Regions from separate parts of the Zea mays genome. Here region 2 is linked to region 1. The links are chromatin contacts, called in public Hi-C maps. All regions are on one chromosome and are shown on one strand. Each heading gives the region's core, a stretch centred on a gene start, on an enhancer-like site or on the middle of the called end of the contact. The rest is flanking DNA. Distances are from core to core; before and after follow the strand shown. Region 1 holds the start of LOC100193923. Region 2 holds the start of LOC100274377 (3-beta hydroxysteroid dehydrogenase/isomerase family protein).

Region 1 (3,279 bases), core at 254-2,753:
GATCTGGCTGGCCTTTTGCGGCGTTCAGAAAACAATTGGAGTACGAATAGAATGTTAGGTAGCTGCAGGGCAAAACAAAGAGGAACGCCGAAAAAGCATATGCGTGATCCTCCTGTGCTTCTGCGCTGCGCGCGTCGCGTCGCGTCGCTTCGGCGAGCGGGCGGTGGTGGCCTCTCCACGTCGGGACAAGCCCATCGCGTGGTGTGCCGAGCGGTGCCTCTTTTGCCATGTGATGGGCCGGGAGCGCTGGCATCTGCAGTACGCGAGCGTGGTGTCCGTCCCTTCCCACGCGCGCGACCCGCTAGGCAGCCAGTCGCGTCTGTTTTGGCCAGCCTTTGGGTAATGGTTGGGGTAGCTAGTTCACAGTTCATGATCGTCGTTGGGGTCGGTGGCTCGGTGCACCGCGTCATCAGGGCCAGTGGAGTGGAGCCTGGAACAAGTCCCGGAACCGCGGCCCGACGCCACGAGCTGGGGTGGTTCCACCCGTCGCACCGCCGGGCGGCGGGTGCGCGTGCGCCTGTTCCTCCACATGTATCGGCACAAAGGGCAGTTGGGCAAAGCCAACACCGTAAACCATAAACCACGGGGTTTTCTTGCTTGGCCCGCGACGGGTTCGGGGAGCCCACACGAGACGCGGGAATCGTTCGGATGCGTGAGCTAAAGGCCAGGGTACCTCGTCGCCATGCGGCGACGGATCAAAAGTTCGAAACGCATCCCTCCCCGTCCCCGTGGTGTGCCCCGTCCGGCAGCTTCATGTGAGCCACACATGTCATGACGCGAGCAGAGCAGGCCCGGTCAACAAGCTTTGAAAGGCTCTGGAGAAAGATATGATCTTGCTGCTTGCTCTTCCTGTCGTGGCGCCGGCCAGATGCCCAGAGACGTGTGGCGCAGAGCTGCTAGGCGTACGATCGCACCCACCGCCACCGGCAACCGACAGAGAGCATCCTCTGCCCTGCAGCGTAGATCGTGTGGCCTCATATGGGTGTCCTAACCAGCCCACTCGTACGATCGACCTCTCGGCCTTCGTCTCCTGAGGCTACTAGCTTGGCAACAACAGTGTCGGTGTCAAGCCAAAACACAGCGCAGCTACAAGGCTCGAGCTCGATGGAGCGACGACGGTCGACGGACTGCGACACGGCGGCAACGGACAAAAGTCTTCTAGGCTCCGACACCATGAAATAAAGAGGACTGCGAAAACGCAGATCAGTCAAGATCCAGTGATAAAGCCTAGATTGAAGTCTCTCGGACGGATGCAAAAGTGGAGCAACCTGGATTTAGATGTTAGTGTCACGTCACCCCTTCTATCCTGTCAGGGAGAACGACTCCTCCCTCCACAACCACGAGATGATCTTGAACCAGTGGCACAGTGTGGCTGTGTGCACGACTCGACGTTCCCAATTTTCCCCAGTCCAGTCCATGCTCCACGGCACAAGTGTCGATGGGCACACATGGACCAAATCTGATTGGATCCCTGGGGGCGCCTCCTGCTACAGCAGATGGTCCCGTCTCCCGATTCATCAGATCCCGACGCCCCCACCGACGCCGTTCACTGTTCCCTCCGTCCAAAAATAAATCCAGCGTAGAAACTTGAAAGATGAATAAAACTGCTCCTACGAAACGTTCGCCTGAAACCCACACAGGTGCTGCGGATGGGGAAGAAGCATAGGTTCTCAAAGCCTGAACGGCGCGCGGTACGGACGGATTGACCCTTATCACTTTTCCCCCCATCTTTTTTCATTTCGTTGACGATTCTACTACTATAGATCCTATTTTACTAATGAGTTTGGAATAAATCCTAAACTGTAAACGTGTCGTCTATTCTAGGCTGGGGGCATCGGTTGCGTCTGCGTGTGCTCGTCCGATCGATCGAAGTGACACCCATGTTGGTATGCAGGCGCATGATACGTCTACTCGACCTGCTGGCCTAGCCGAATGCGTTCTCTTAAAATAACGAGCATCATCTCTGTTTTTATTTCCTTTTTTTTGAGATTGTTTGTTGTTTGAGTGGAGCACGGCATGGCTTGACCAATAGGGCAAGCTTGGTTACTCAATCACCACTACGCGATAGGTGACATGGTACTGGTAGAAGAAGCTAGGCAATTCTGCCCAGGGACACGGTAGCTAGGCTAGGCGGTTAGGTCCCCGTCGCTTTGAAGCTCTTGCTTTGGTGATTCACCTCTCCACCTACTGAGTTCCTCGCCATGTTTGGACAACAGAGAAGTTCGTTTTTTTTCTACCGCGCGCGACATTGATTGCAACGGCCGTGGAGTTGCGTAGACGGCATAGATGAAGTCACCGACTGAAAAAATTGTAGATTTAATTACTGCTCTGCGTCATGACTCATGAATCGGTTCAGTGGATCCTGGCTCAGTACTCATCACTATTCACTAGTGCGTGCTTGCGACGGAACATGCAGCACGTAGTGCTAGGCCACTTGCATCGTCACGCAATGCTACTTGCATCGTTACGCAATGTTCTTGGCGTTGCCACACTTCTATCCGATTGTGTTGTTGCCTATGCCGACGGTATATTGGCATTTCATTTCATTATCCCCCGATTAGAATATTTTCCTTTCGATCGTGAAATGCATTTGGAGCCCGGGCCGGGATCTGATGCCACACCACCATATATGCAGCGTGAAGTTTTCTTTTCGTTTTTTTTTCTCGAATATGTAACGTGAAGTTGTTATCACTTTTCATCGAATAATCGTTTCTGCATTTTTATAACTATGCGTGTTTTTTGATATAAAAATTAGAGGATATTCAGGAACCACCAATTTAACAGTGAAAAATAATATTTGGCAGTGGAACCCGCATATTCTAGTTTCTTTGGTCCCTAGATTTTTACCAAGCGTATCGTTATCGATCCGTGTTATGTACACTGATAACCTACTAGAAGGTAGAATCTATTTTTAATCATAGTACATGCACACACATATATATAAATGCATATTTATCTCCATAAATGCATATAAGGTTATCTCGAGCAGCTTATTTATATCTTTTATTTTAAACTTTACAGTGTAATTTATAGTGCAAATCAATATTTTGCACGACCATATGACCTAATCACTCTACTTATCAAGCAATAATGTTTTGTTGGTTCTCTGTCTCTTTCATTGAAATAAACACTTGATTAAAATTCAGACAGAAGTAAAACAGAAGTTTTTTTTCCTGTTGCAGCTGATGATCATCGTGGATGACGCCGGGTCATTCATTCCGGCGATGAACCACTCCCCCTGGGATGGCGTAACAGTGGCCGACTTCGTCATGCCTTTCT
Region 2 (3,088 bases), core at 283-2,782, 600 kb after region 1:
CTAATAATCAAGTTCGTATAACAACATATAATACCATAAATGTACCTGGCAGCCAATTGACTTGATCAACCCAGGGATCAGAGTAAGATGGTCTTCCTGACCTGCCCATCAACACACAATTACGTAGAATGTGTAAATTTGTACATAATGCAGGTTTGATACCCAGAGAACTGTATCCACCTCTCATTTTTCATTACCAAACAGAAATATTGAACCAATTTAGTAAAATTAAGGGGCATCTAAAGAAATATATACTATTCTATTAAAAACCTAATGTGGGCACCAGGTGATACCACGGCTTCACACTCCGCGCTGACACTCTAGGCCCACCCACAACACCGCGCAAAAAATAGTGCAGAGCGAGCACTCGAATCCACGCCCCCTTCTCCAGAAATTTAGGGCTAACCACCAGACCACACGTACCTTAGTGTTTAAAAATAAACAATAGTTATATTTGAATAATATCTCAATACCTATTTATATGATAATCCCTCCGTCCCAATATATAAAGTGTAACCACCTCTAGTTCAAAGACCAAGAAATATATTTAATTCTCTCTATACCACTGCATTGATGTACGTATACATAGAGAGAGTACGTCTTATATTGTTGGACAAGAATAAATGTGGTTATGCCTTATATTATGGGACGGGGGGAGTATATAATAAACGTAGCAAAGCACGGGCAACTGGCTAGTCAATAGATGAAGAACCTAAACTAAAAATTGCTTAAAATATGCTGAAAATGGTAAAAGTTGCAACTGCTTCATAGTGAGTTGATTTATATATCACCTATTTGCTTCTACAGGGTATACAGCACAGAAATGTTCTTCACATAGAAGAGCAAAAGAAGTACCTGCTGAAGCTCACAACCTCAATGCCTTTGGATACAGCAGCTCTGCAAATCGCAGAACCAACGAATCCACTTCCTCCTAACACCACAATCTGCAACCGTCGAGAAACAGTTCAGAGTGGTGGGTGAAATCGTCTTAAATAATCTAACATAAACTGAGCTAGAGAACTTCGGCTGCTTGCCTTCTCCGTCTTAACATCAGCGACAATATCTATCGGAGTGGAAGAGTAGTCTTCTCTCACATCCGATGCGGCGAACCTACACTTGGTACGGAGCCTGCGCGATCAAGAGAAACCATGTCACCACGAAATTTTGCAGAAAAGAGGAACGCATGCGCCAGGTGAGAAGGGTCAGCAGGGGCCAGGGGGCCCATAAGATAACCTAGAGAATGGGGCCGCTGGAGCCGTCCGAACCGCCGGCGCCGCTGCTACCGCGGCCACGCATCGGGGAGGCGGAAGGGGTGAATTCGCCAGCGCCGGCGGCCGGACGAGGATCGGCGAGGGGGCCATGGGTTTCTCCGCTCGATGGACCTGGGCTGGCGGAGGTGTGAGCGCGAGGGCGCAACGGCAGCGGCGAGCCGGGAACGGCCGGCAGGTGGTGGTGCAGAGCGTGTCCGCGTGGGCAGTGTGGGGCTGCTTCGCGTTTCCGGTCCGGTGGCGTGGGGTGTGGGGCTGCTGGAACAGAACCGGACGACTGGAGTGAGGCGTCCCGCTAGCCGCTGCCACGTCGCTCAGTTGTTTTCGTGTGGATTTCTGCTCGGGAACAAGTAGGGCCGTTTGGATCACAGGATTTCCGAAGGAACCCCGTATTGTTTGGAACGGAGCCTTCTCATCAAGTTTCCTTACGTTTTTGATGAACCAATGTTCTATGTTTTTTATTCCTCTATTTTAAGTTTTTAACACTGTTACTTCTGTCTCTTTCTTATGTTCTATTCATTTCCTCTTTTGTATTTCTATGTTCCAAACACGGCATAAACAGCGAGCCACAGAAAAATATGACATCTGGTCCCGATCTGATTGGACGGCCAGGAGGTTTGGATGCTGTTTAATTGCAACGAATGGGACTGGACAAAATATGTAATTGTAAATAAAGTAATTATACGTTTATAACTCAAAAGGTCAGAATGTGCATATATATAAAGCAATAGAGGTAGGAGAATGAACTCCATTCGTTATATGTGTATAAGTTCATCTTCATCTATTTGAATATCGACGTAAAAATTAAGAGTTAAAACGACTACTATTTTGGAACGGACGGAGTAGGACGCAAAATGAATATCAGACATCTACAGTTTCAGTATGTTATTCACTCAGCAGATCATGTATACATTCTCTCATTAGTTGAATGAGCAAACCATATTTTTCAATGCAAGAATAGATTCTTAAAAAATAGAATGCATGTAAACATTACATGATATCTACACAACATAAATGTAAACATTAAAAATGGGGCAACGAAGAATCGTGGCTCTGGCCGCCTCTCTTCCTGGTCGACAGACAATACAACAGTCCTTCACAAAGTTCAGTTCGCTTGTAATATGCGAATCCGAAGCTTCCAACACCTTTTCAAAAATGACTGTCATATCAACCTTGGGTACTGTACTCTCTTTTATAATCCCTCTCCATTGAACTATCAGGGCGAAATAGATCCATAGGACTACACCAAGAACTGGACGCCAGCTTCACTTAATCCTTTTCCAGGCTCTGTGAAGAATCTACCTGCCCCCATAACGTCTCTGCGTAAATCTTCTCTTCTTCCTTCTCTTGTTGAGAACAATCAGATAGCTCAACCACCTGCTCATCGTCTTCATCTGGCACATCTTCGTCAGTATCATCTGGCAAATCTACAACATCGTTACCCTGCAGAACACAAGCCTCAGCCACAGCCTCTCGCATGGCTAGCCGAGTGGCTGGCTTATCACTCCCCTTATATCGCGGTGGAGGGACAACAAAGGGCAGGGCGATGTCCTCGATCCTGTGCCTACTTTCACTTGCATGCTTTGACATGCCTGGTGGCAGAGCAATGAGTATGATGCCAAGCTCATAGTTGCAAATGTGTAGCATTGGACTAGAAGGTGCTGATCTGGCTTTGCTAGGATTTGCTTTGGAGGGAGGAGACAGCGGCTGTCCCCATGCAGCCGGACTGAAGTTATGAGACCCACAATAAGTCCAGCCGAATGAATGCTCACCAAAACAAGACTTGAAGCGTCTTTGAGCAACCTGGTATATTGATAAAT

The links. Hi-C and Micro-C count contacts between places; a contact is called where the count stands out from the background.
Region 2: a Hi-C map of bundle sheath shows a contact between it and region 1, with 3 times the contacts expected there. The contact joins the promoter of LOC100274377 here to the promoter of LOC100193923 in region 1. A contact is called at or near these places in 2 of 25 Hi-C or Micro-C datasets (bundle sheath and endosperm).

The regions. Positions count from the first base shown.
Region 1 is chr2:62,110,163-62,113,441 of Zm-B73-REFERENCE-NAM-5.0, forward strand. LOC100193923 reads left to right here and starts at 1,504. Exons shown (of 12, transcript NM_001138995.1): 1 at 1,504-1,691; 2 at 3,183-3,279. The coding sequence starts at 1,650.
Region 2 is chr2:62,710,420-62,713,507 of Zm-B73-REFERENCE-NAM-5.0, forward strand. LOC100274377 (3-beta hydroxysteroid dehydrogenase/isomerase family protein) reads right to left here and starts at 1,533. Exons shown (of 7, transcript NM_001148737.1): 1 at 1,234-1,533; 2 at 1,035-1,128; 3 at 856-944; 4 at 46-101. The coding sequence starts at 1,361. It overlaps LOC100382237, which reads right to left. Exons shown (of 12, transcript NM_001174991.1): 12 at 2,195-3,071. The coding sequence ends at 2,538.